Linked DNA regions of Siniperca chuatsi: region 1 is linked to region 2. A link is a contact called in public Hi-C data. All regions are on one chromosome and are shown on one strand. The core of a region is the stretch at or near the end of the contact, and the rest is flanking DNA. Distances in the headings are between cores, read along the strand shown.

The links. Hi-C and Micro-C count contacts between places; a contact is called where the count stands out from the background.
Region 1: a Hi-C map of liver shows a contact between it and region 2, with 20 times the contacts expected there. The contact joins the promoter of LOC122880143 here to the promoter of ids in region 2. A contact is called at or near these places in 3 of 3 Hi-C or Micro-C datasets (liver, skeletal muscle and an unstated tissue).

The regions. Positions count from the first base shown.
Region 1 is chrLG8:23,840,432-23,846,130 of ASM2008510v1, reverse strand. It overlaps LOC122880143 (homeodomain-interacting protein kinase 1-like), which reads left to right and starts at 1,568. Exons shown (of 1, transcript XM_044204964.1): 1 at 1,568-5,699. The coding sequence starts at 3,961. myot (palladin) reads left to right here. Exons shown (of 19, transcript XM_044204963.1): 16 at 19-226; 17 at 366-531; 18 at 1,428-1,561.
Region 2 is chrLG8:23,536,229-23,541,915 of ASM2008510v1, reverse strand. ids (iduronate 2-sulfatase) reads right to left here and starts at 1,542. Exons shown (of 13, transcript XM_044204343.1): 1 at 1,315-1,542; 2 at 557-693; 3 at 255-432. The coding sequence starts at 1,390. dcps (m7GpppX diphosphatase) reads left to right here and starts at 2,360. Exons shown (of 6, transcript XM_044204346.1): 1 at 2,360-2,717; 2 at 3,077-3,227; 3 at 3,331-3,476; 4 at 3,571-3,684; 5 at 5,355-5,465. The coding sequence starts at 2,505.

The DNA of each region.
Region 1 (5,699 bases), core at 319-2,818, 300 kb before region 2:
TCTCTTTTCTCAATCCAGGTCGGAGGCCTCCCTACACCAGACGTCTGCTGGTACCTGGACGGTAAAGCCATTCGTCCAGACGACTACCATAAGATGCTGGTGTGTGAAAAAGGGATGCACTCATTCATCATAGAGATTGTCACAGTGCACCATGCCGGCGTGTATGAGTGTGTGGCCAGGAACCGAGCAGGGGAGAGCAGATTTACCATGAAGCTCGATGTATTAGGTAAAAATGTCTTATAGAAATTCATCATAGTGCAGCTTAACAATGATCATGATTGATTTAGTAAATCTATACCAGCCTTCTTCAGGGTGGGACCAATTTTAATCACCTGTGCTGTGCAACCTCTTCTTCCTCTGTGCAGCCCAGGAGGTTCTCCGTCCTCCCACCTTTGTCCAGAAGATGTTGAACTCCAGAGCTCTAGAGGGCGATACTGTTAGGTTAGAGTGTAAAGTGGACGCCTCCCCTCCTCCACAGCTCTTCTGGAAGAAAGATAAAGACATGCTGCGCATTGACCCAAACAGAATGAGGTGGGTCAACTAAAGTACTTTATTACACCCAAACTCCTCCTTACTGCCCTCCACTACTGCACATCAAACTGAATAGATGATGCTAACCTATCAAGTATTTTACAAAGCACATTTTGTTTTCTGCTTCAGTCCTGTTGTTGAATCTTATTCATGTTTACTCAAGAGAAGTATGATGAGTATACTACCTCTAGAAATGGGATCAAAGGAATGTATTTAAGATTGCCACTCTGGTAGAAGAACCAACTAGCTAAAGCAGTGGTTCCCAAATTGGGGTTCCTTAAAACACCTACAATAAATATTTTGATATTGTCAATGGATCACATCACTACTTGTATGTGTCACTTGTAGAGCCCAGGTAGCCGAATGGTTACAGCGCATGCCACATAACCACACATCCACTGTTCAATTCCTGTTCAAGGCTGTGGGCCTTGTTGCATGTTATACCATATGGACCCTTGTTGCATGTTATACCCATCTCTCTCTCTCCCTTTGTTTCCTGTTTGCCTCTTCACTTTCAGAAAAAATGCCAGAAAAAAAGGGGTCGCTTAGAGTAATGAACCCATAGAGTCAGCTGTACAGAGCTTTACAGCCAGTTTGGGTCATTGTATTGGTTTTACGGCCTGCTTCTTTACTGTTTGATTCACTCTTGCCACTATCATCAGCAACTTTTTCGGCCACATCAGGCAGCTGTTTTCAGTGGGGAAAATAGCTCTAAATACCCACTGTGCACTACCTGCCCAGCACCAAATGACAGACCGACACAGTTAGCGACTGGAACATAGTGGAGCATTTAACAGCTAAAGAGCCAGATATTTCCCTGGTGAGTGAATATTGGACTTCATATACTACTTAGTGATGAAATAAACATTTGAATCTCTCTCTTTGTTCCTCCACAGCCTGTATCAGGATGGTTCAGGCCGGCAGTGCTTGTTGATAGAGAGGTTAATGAAGTCTGATGCTGGATGGTACACTCTCTCTGCCATCAATGAAGCTGGCATGTCGACATGCAACGCCAGGCTGGATGTAGGCAGTAAGTCCACTGTGTGTGTCCATTTTTCTATGCAAATTTGCTTTATAGGGCCCATCTCAGCTATCTGTTGCATGAGATAGCCCGGTAGTTACCATAGTAGCCCAGCCTGTAAAATCAAACAGCAGATGGAGAATGATGTGCACTCAACGCTACAGTGAATCCAGCTCTACAGCCTGGAACCCGGCTAACAAATGCTGTGTTATGTGATCGAGCAGAAACTTGATGAACGTATGAGGCGTGGAGCTGTTCACCTTTCCTAAAGAATACTGCATAATCACAGAGTCAGAGAGATAAGTGTGGAGTCCATCCACTGATGAGAGAGAGCTCAATATTAGGTTTCTGCTCGATCACATAACACACCATCTGCTTTGTGGAGAGGGAGCTGAATGAGGGAACTCACAAAGACAACTAGACCCTCTGTTACTCATGAGCTGGACTTGTGTACCTGAAAGGGAGTTTAGACTGCTTCATCTCAACCAGGACTCAGACATTGTAGTTGAACAAGACCTCATAACAATACAAAAAAGAGGTTTTACAGGGTGGTTTAAAGTGTATGCATGTTTAACTGGTGAGCAAAATTATCCTCCAGTGCGGCTGCCATCGTACTACTGGGACTGTCTAATGAGAGTAACAAATATCAGTGGTTCTGCTCCCATTTCAGCCCACTCAGTAGTTTTCTTCCTGTAATACCAAGCCTGATTGGTCCTCTACTTTTCTGCTAGGAAAGAATGTTGTTGTTCCCATGACTACCACATAGTCTGGGCTACGCAGGAATATAATGACAATAGCAGTCTCTCTTTTCGTTCTCTCTCACACACTCATTACCTTACACACACTTGCTCACTGTTTTTCTGCATTTCTCCTTGTCTCCTGGTCCAGCATCAGTTGAGTGCATTTATGTCAGATTTTAATTGACTTGAAAAGATGGATGTCTTCTAATGTCGAAAACTATATATATATTCTCTGGTTATTTCCCTTGAATATTTAACTTCCACTATACAGATTTTTTTTTTTCTCTGTGCTTCCCTGAAAATTGAGGTGTGCAGGAACGAGCATAAAACTGGGACATCACAAAGTATGGGAAGCCTGTATATAAATTATACAAGCTTTACATGGACACACTCGAAAAACTCCAGAGCACATACACTGCACACTTGACAGTAATGAATTCAGACAGGGGGCCCAGGGGAAAGAGACTATATGCGGCCTTCTATTAATTACCTCCTTGACACACACACTCTGTGCAGAAAGATGCAAACATGCACATATACACTCCACCAGTGTCACACCAGCAGATAAGCATACACACACATACACATGCATACACACACATAAATATATGATATAATGAATTCCTGTTGTAAACTTGTTCTCTAACTTTCCCATTACTGATATCTTTGTTTCCTTTTCTTTAGCTTTAAATTACGCTATTCAGTATTCTAACTTTATTCCAAGCACTCTGTCTCTCTCTCTCACACACATCATATATGCTCATACTGATATGCACATTAAGCACCACACACACACACACAAACACACATTTGTGCTGCACATTTGCGGTGGCAGCACTAATAAATAAACAGATTACATTCGCAGTGGACAAATAAGCCTGAAAATAAATTAACGTTGGGAAAGCTGCCTTATGCAAAGAACAAACACATGCAGAGTGAAGAAGAAATACACACAGGCTCAGCATCTGAAAACAAACACTGACCTACAAAAATTTACCAACAAAGAGCAACATACACATGTACATACATTCAAACACACTGCTGTATACACACATGAATGGAGATACTGAAATATAATATAAATATTTATAAATATAGATCTTTAAGGCACTTAGTCACAAATACATGAGCCAGACTTTATCCCAGTCACAAATTCCATCTATATTAGTTGTGCTAGGTTGTCAATGAGCTTAATCTTAACAGCTTTTTTTGTATGTTTGCTGGATTTTCATGCTTTTTTTTTGAGCATACATTATAATACTAACAAGCACAAACGGTGTAATTCATGTTGATCACCAAGACAAACTCAATGTATCACTGGCTCAACTGTATTTGTACTTTCACATTTGAATTATGTGTGAAGAAATGCATATACTCTTGTAAGACAATGAACTTTGTTTTTGAGAATGTCACAGTTTTTTGAGAGTCATGATTTTCAAGCCATTAGAATTTGAAAAAAACACATTTAGAATTTTTAGAATTCTGTTTTGGCTTTGACGTTAGAATGTAAATGTGTCAGAATGATGTCACAAAGACAACTCTATAGATAAAGGCTTGTAGACAAAATCTGGTCAGTTACCTTCTGGTTACCTTCAGAGTAAGAACACAGTTCAATCTTCTGTATACCTACTCAACTTAGATAGTATTTGGAAACATTTGACTGCAAAAATGTCTTCCCCAATTACAACCACAGATAAGGAAAATGAAAAGAACAAGGAGATAGCACCTGTACCATTTCAGGTACAAAAGCATGACATACTCTCCAACAAGTCTGTACGCTACCTTGTATTGGATTTTAATGGAGAAGGACATTTTGGCAAAGTCGCCAAGTGTGTGAACTTAAAAACATCCGAGACTACGGCCATCAAGATCCACAAAAAAAGTGAATATCACAGCCTTCAAAGAGAAGTGGGAATGCTGGAAGAACTCAGGGCCCTTGACCCAGAGAAGAAGAACTTGGTGAGATTCATAGACAGTTTCATGTTCCAAGACCTGCCTTGCCTCGCCTTTGAGATGCTGGACAGGAGCCTTTGGGACCTGATGAAGGAGAGAGAGATGCAACTGACTCTCAATGAAATCCGCCCCATCACACATCAGCTACTTGTAGCATTAGAAGCCCTGAAAGGTATCGGGATCGTTCACACAGACCTGAAACCTGACAACATCATGCTTGTCAACCACCAGGATCAGCCCTTCAGGGTGAAATTAATCGACTTTGGTTTGGCCCTTCCAGCATCCAAAATATATATTGGAATGAACGTGCAAACTCGTGCATACAGGGCTCCCGAGGTGACCTTGGGCCTCCCCATATCTGAAGCCATCGACATGTGGGGACTGGGATGTGTCATGGCATACCTCTATTTTGGCAGCAACCTCTTCCCTGGAAAATGTTCACACCACACCATGAAAGCTATTTGCCATCTGCTCGGTCAGCCGGGAGACCACCTGCTGAGTGCTGGGAAGAACACCTGGCAGTATTTCAGCAGGGACGAGGGCTCCACCAATCCAGGATGGAGACTAAGGACAGCAGAGGAGTACGAGGAGGCAACCGGTGCTGAGCCCCAAATTTCAGAGTGGGTTTTTGACATTGTCGGAAATTTGGAAGAAGCAGTGGATAGCTTCTCCGAGGAAGATGACGATGTTGAATATAAAGACAGAATGGCATTTTTACACCTCCTGAAAAGGATGCTGCATCTGGAATCTGAGAAGAGATTCACACCTGGACAAGCCTTAAAACACTGTTTCATTACAATGGCTCACCTGGAAGAGGACATGGACACCAGCTCTTATGCAGATGCTGCCTTTGAGTTCATGACCGTCTGCCCCCTGGATGAATCTGATGATTCTCTCAGCGACTCCGAAGCTGACATAGAGCCAGATGACTCAAGTGATGGAGTCTCAACCACTGATGACACAGACATTAAGGCATACTTTTATGATCCTCCATACACAGCTCGCAGGACTGACTTAAGGACAGAGCCAAGCACTGATAGTTCATGTTATGGAGACACAGACCTTAAGGCTTACTTTTATGATCCTCCATACACAGCTCGCAGGACTGGCTTAAGGACAGAGCCAGCCACCGCTGACTTGAATGACCATGATGGAGGCTCATGCATTTTCAGTTTCAGTGATGAAGACCGGGCATCAACTGATGACGACTCATTTGAAATCCCGGACACAGACAGTTCTAGTGAGGAAGAGTGGGTAGTTTTGGACCCCGTTATGACTATAAAGCCACTTCCATTCATTTTGATCAAGTTCCACCCCGGACTGGCTTCAAGAGAGAATCACCAACTGCAAGTTTCAGTGAGAAAGATACACTCCCTAAGAGTTCCACTGAGGGACATTCAGACGCCGACATCTCCAGCAATGAAGGGTGGAGTGATGGATATTCAGACACCGAC
Region 2 (5,687 bases), core at 293-2,792:
ACTACTATACAATTGGATAGAATGGCAAGACAAGTAAACAACAAATTCATGGAGATTGGGTTCTTCTCAAAAAAAAAAAAAAAAAAAGCAGCTCAGGCTCATCATTAACTAGTGAGAAATCTGTAGTTCTTACTGCAGTTTCAGAGGTAACCATTCACCATTAAGGTTGCTGCTGTGCCAGCATACCCTGCTTGTGAAAATTGTGTTTTAGCCCTCAATTTTGATTTTTATTAAATATATATTATTAATCTTACCTGGATGAAATACCTTGCCCACAGACATGGTAAAGTACCCTCTAGATTTAAAGTACTGAGGCAGAGTAGAGTAGTTTCCAGAATGGACTCTCCAGTAGGACTTGAAGTCATAGAGCCTGGTGGTGTCTGGTCTGCGACTAGTTAACATGGACGTGCGACTGGGAGCACACACAGCTTGCTGTGAGAGGAAAATACACTTTCAAACATTTCGATGAGGTTATACGATCCAATTTGTCTCCCGTCCCAATTGACTGAACTGCTTTGACAGTTTCAGACAATAAACATATACAACTCCAACTGACCTGGGCATATGCATTGACAAAAACTTGGCTTTTGGATGCCAGTTGGTCAATGTTTGGCGATTTTACCACAGAGTCTCTGTAGCAGCCCAATGATGTCCGCAAATCATCTGCCATGATGAAAAGGACATTTCTCCTCGCTGAAAGCAAATAAGACAGTTACAGTTAATTCTCGTTTTCACTGCTTTACGGCTTTTAAATTAACCTACAAGTAATGAGTTTAGGTATAGTTTCCAGATTGCTGCTAAGGAAAGCTTAATAGCAGGTGGGGGTAAAATCAGCCTAGTAAACAAAAACAAGGTGTTGTTAAAAACGTAACTACAGCAACAAGTACAGTGTGTACTAAGTGAAAGTTAGAGAGACACTGGAGAACATAAATACCACAGATAAAAGTTGAACTGAAACTAGCAGGGTTCACGTCAACTAATACCATATAATTTCATTACAATTAGCCTGCAAGCAAAACCTACAAAGGACCATTCAATGAGTAAATTAAATTAACGTCAGTTTACTCTAGCTACAGCCACTAATTCAACATAATAAGCGCTCATTAACCGCTAATGTCAGCTAGTTTCTGAGATTTACTGTTCAAACGGACAGCTTAACACAAACCCGTCAAACAAATCTACAAGCCAAAAAGATAATAGCACAACCAGTCTCTTTATTATAATGCCAGTGTAGACTTCACATATGACATTTTCACAAGTTTTGCTAGCTATCTATTCAATATTTGCTAAGTACGTTACAAACTTTAACGTTACCTTTTCTTGCGACAACAGCAAGAGCCTGTGCGTGAAGAACAAGGAGGAGAAGCCATATTCGGACACATATGTACATTTTGGTTTGGTGGGGAACACTAATGACACGATATCCTTCCGAGAAAGTTTACTTAAAAGTTAAGCTCGCATCTCCTCTACAGTGTCAGCCGTCTTCCCGCAGTCCGGCATCACAACAGATAATCGTGTAGTTCTGCTCTTTAAAGAACTTCCTGATTATCGCGTTGGCCGAGTGAAATTGTTTCATTGGTCCACTCCGCGGTGGCCCCGCCCCCGAGTGCTACTAATAGTCTAGTCTAGTATAGTACTAATACTACTATATACTAATAGTATTCTCAAAGCATTGTATGGACACTGAAATTAACTTACAATATAATCATAATATAGTAGAGAAAAAAAGATAGAAAAGAAACGGTATCTACAGTATACGTATCTATGTACTATATCTCTGCCATTGTTGTTAATTTAGCTTGTAGCTTCCACGTAGTTTAATTTATAGAATACGTCAAAACAATGACATAAAATGCCATAGACAAAAGCACCTCACGCTATTATTGCAGAGATTTGAAATTATTTCTGCACCGGCTACTAAGGAGTAAATAGGCCACCTATGAATGAGTTATAATCTATGGTTATAGTACAGACTATTTGGCTTTTCTTTGGAAAGACTTTAACGGAGGCTGTATGGTTTATTTTTATATAACTTGACATTGCTGTAGCTGAGCGATGGTAGATGAAGCGAGGTCTCACTCTGCACCAAGTTGACTTTCGCAATTGTAATAATATAAATTCCAGTTGATTTAAATTCTCCCAAATTACACAAAGTTTATTAAAGGGACAAAAAGTTTAAGAACTAAACACAGACTAAACAATACTGAGCTCTCAGAACCACAGCTGAAAGATTTATTCTATTGGTAGATTCTCAGAGACGCCTATGTCTCTGTATTGAAGAATATTGTGATTATCATTGAAATTCATTTTTTAAAATTATTTTACAATGGGGGAAATAGCCTACTTCCCGAGTCTTTAGACACTTTACTACACGGCAAGAGGAGAGTGCATGCCATGCACGAGGCTCCAGGTCCACGTTTGCTGAGAGGATTTGCGGCGGTTGTTGGGTAAGATATCGCCTTAAACATAGACGATCTTTGGCCACAAAAGCAGCAACACCAAACATGGCAGACACCGACACCGCGGCCAAACGTGAAACTGATAGTATTGGAACTGATGAATTATCTCAGAAAGCCAAGAGGGCGAAAGCTGACAATGAGAATGGTCGAGGAGAAGATGCAAAGGAATCTGAATCTGAAAATATTCTGTCTGGGTTTAAAACATCCAGCGTCTTGAGTGATTCTGCCCGGGAGAAAATCATCTTCATCCGTGGAAAGGTAAGGTTGTTATGAAGTTAGCTAGGTAAACTTAACTGAGCTGTTTAGCTAACTCTACCACTGGTTGGGAAGTTGAGAGCAATTATTTGTAACGTTAGAGGGAAATGTTTTTATTGTTACATTCATTCAAAGTGGTGTGAGTAGTTTTGTGAGGGAAAGATGTAACTAACATTGACTTCCGGTTCGATATTTCAAAATAATAGTCTGCGTAATCGTGCTTTATTGTAAAGCTATATATTGTATTGAAATTAGTATGACAACAATATGCTTATGAAAGGACTGTTGTGCGTTTATTTTTTGGTAACCAGTCTCCTTATCAGCACAGGCAGGAATGATACTGTTGAACATGTCATCACCAGCTTGCCGATCAGGAGGCTGTGGTTGTCCTGGAGAAGACTCCCATCAGAGAGGACTCCCTGGCTGAGCTCTTCAGTGGTTCCAGGCTGAAGCTGGAGATGAGGAACGACATCTACAGCACATATCGCTTACAGGCTCCCCCTCACCTCAATGGTACGGTCAGAAAAAAATAAACTGACTCAAGGTATTGTGAATCCAGCAGCCACTTAGGCCAGCTAGGGGGAAGTTAGGTAGCCCGTGTTTTTCTGTTTTGCAGAGATCAAGACTACAGTGGTGTGTCCAGCCACAGAGAAGCATATAAAGAAATACCAGCGTCAGGAGAGTTTCCTGGTGGAGGAGACGGGGGAGGACTATCAGTCCATCACTCTGCCCTACATTCAGAAGCAGAGTTTCAGCGTGCAGGTAAGTGTTAACTCCCGCATTGGCATCATAACGCATGCTTGTGAATGTACAACGTTTTCTGTGGATTAACTTAACATCACTTTCACCACCCCAGTGGGTATACAACATCCTGGAGAAGAAGGCAGAGGGTGACAGGATAGTTTATGAAGATCCGGACCCGGAGGTTGGCTTTGTCCTCCTCCCAGATTTGAAATGGGACCAGAAACAGGTGAGAGACTATGAATATTAACCACAGTAGACACCAGGAAGAGACAGGAAAGAAATGTTTGGACATAAAATATATGTTAGCGTTGTGATTTCAGACATTTATACTCTCAGGACTACAAATCCCGGGCCCCGTTCTTCTCACTCATTTTGAAATAAAGGCAAAATGAGTAGCGAGCATAGATTGTATAAAATAGGGAAAGAGTTGAAACCATGATCAGCATTCATATGATTGAGACTTAAGTAACAATCATCAGCCTGCTATGAAAATGAAACTTGACTAAAATCTCTTTAAAAAGCAGCTTTAATTGCAATAACAATTCTAAGCAAAGTAAGTTCTGCAATTAATCATTTAATATGTTTTAGTGTTCAAATGACAACTTTTAATTTCAAATCAAATGCCATATGTTCTGGTCCATTGGTCTTTTAACAGTCAGAATATTTTAGTTGAGTTTATGTCTTTTTGCTCACCGTTTCACAAACTACACTTGGATTGGTTCTTTTTTTAATGTACACATTTTGTTGCATATTTGATCATGTATAAGTATAGGTGACTCTTCACTGTGAAAATTAAATTGTGATAATTACATCAACAGATTAGAATGATTTCTCAATAACCTGCATGTTATCATTTCAGTATTATATCAACACTCTTTTAAATATATTTTGATGCTAATACTTATGTACATTTACTTAAGTAAGATTTTGAATGCATTACTTTTTCTTGTAACAGACTATTTCTACGCTGTGATATTGCTACTTGAGTAGGATTTTCCAAAAAACAAAACAATGTATAGACTCATACAAAAATAAGCCCTCTCAGTCATCACTTACGACCCACTGGAAGTGTCTGTGTCTGCAGAGACGCTGCCCTCTGCCTGTAATTTCTTAGTTTCTTCTTAGTTTGCTGTGTTCTGGGCGTCAACCTTTTGGGCAGTGGTGTGTAGCCCCCAGCCAATAACAGCGCGCAGGCTGTGAGGTCGGGACTCTGTAAAAACGTAGCGACCAGGTTACATCGCTGTCTCTGTCTCTCTCCTCTGCTCTCTGTTTGTGTCATAGATGTATAAAACAAAGTGTGGAGATAGGTCTGAGAGCGGGGCTACACAGACACACACACACACACACACACACACACACACACACACAGGCAGAGTAGAGGCGGACAGGATGAAGCGTTGCTGCTGCTGCATGTTCACACAAAATCTGGCAAAGTGGCTTCTTCCCACAGGGTTGTGCGGAGTTGTGGCCCGTGTTACTTTGTGCTTTAGAACAATCAGAAAATAACGTTTTATTTCTCGCTTTCACTGCTTTGTTCTCCTTAATGCCGCTCCCTCTCCTCACTCACTCTCTAGCTCTGTCGACCACCACTGCGCTTGCTCTCGCTCTCTCTGTCGCTCATTGAGCCGAGGAGGAGGGGCCAACTTTGAATCGTGTTTTACAAACCGTAACCAACAGCTCCTACTCATTCTGCCTTTGAGTAAAAGATCTTCTTCCACCACATTTGAAAAGTGTTTAATCTGATAACAACTCCTGTCCAAAACTCTTCCAAAACGTTCCCTTTAAAAGAACTCTTTAAGCTACACAAAGTAAGAAAGAGATCAGGAACAGGGTTACTGGGAGCCATACTTTAAGATGTAAAGACACTGGACTTTACAGTTTCACTTCTTCTTTCAGGTTGATGATTTATACCTGATTGCCATAGCACATCAGAGAGACATCGGGAGTCTCAGAGACCTGACGTCAGAGCATCTACCACTGCTGCAGAACATCTTCCAGAAAGGAAAGGTGAGGTTACAAGGTTACCTCGGGGAGTCTTCTTGGGGAGAGACAAAGAGCAGAAAGTGTCCTTTTCTTCCAGCAGCTACCATTAATGTGACTTTGAGTATTCTAATCATGATCTTCAACCAGTTATGTCATTGTTACTTTCCATTTTAGAGCGCTAAGACAAGACATAGCTAGAGACAAAGGAGACAGCCTTGGACATATTCATAATGTCAGCAACATGCA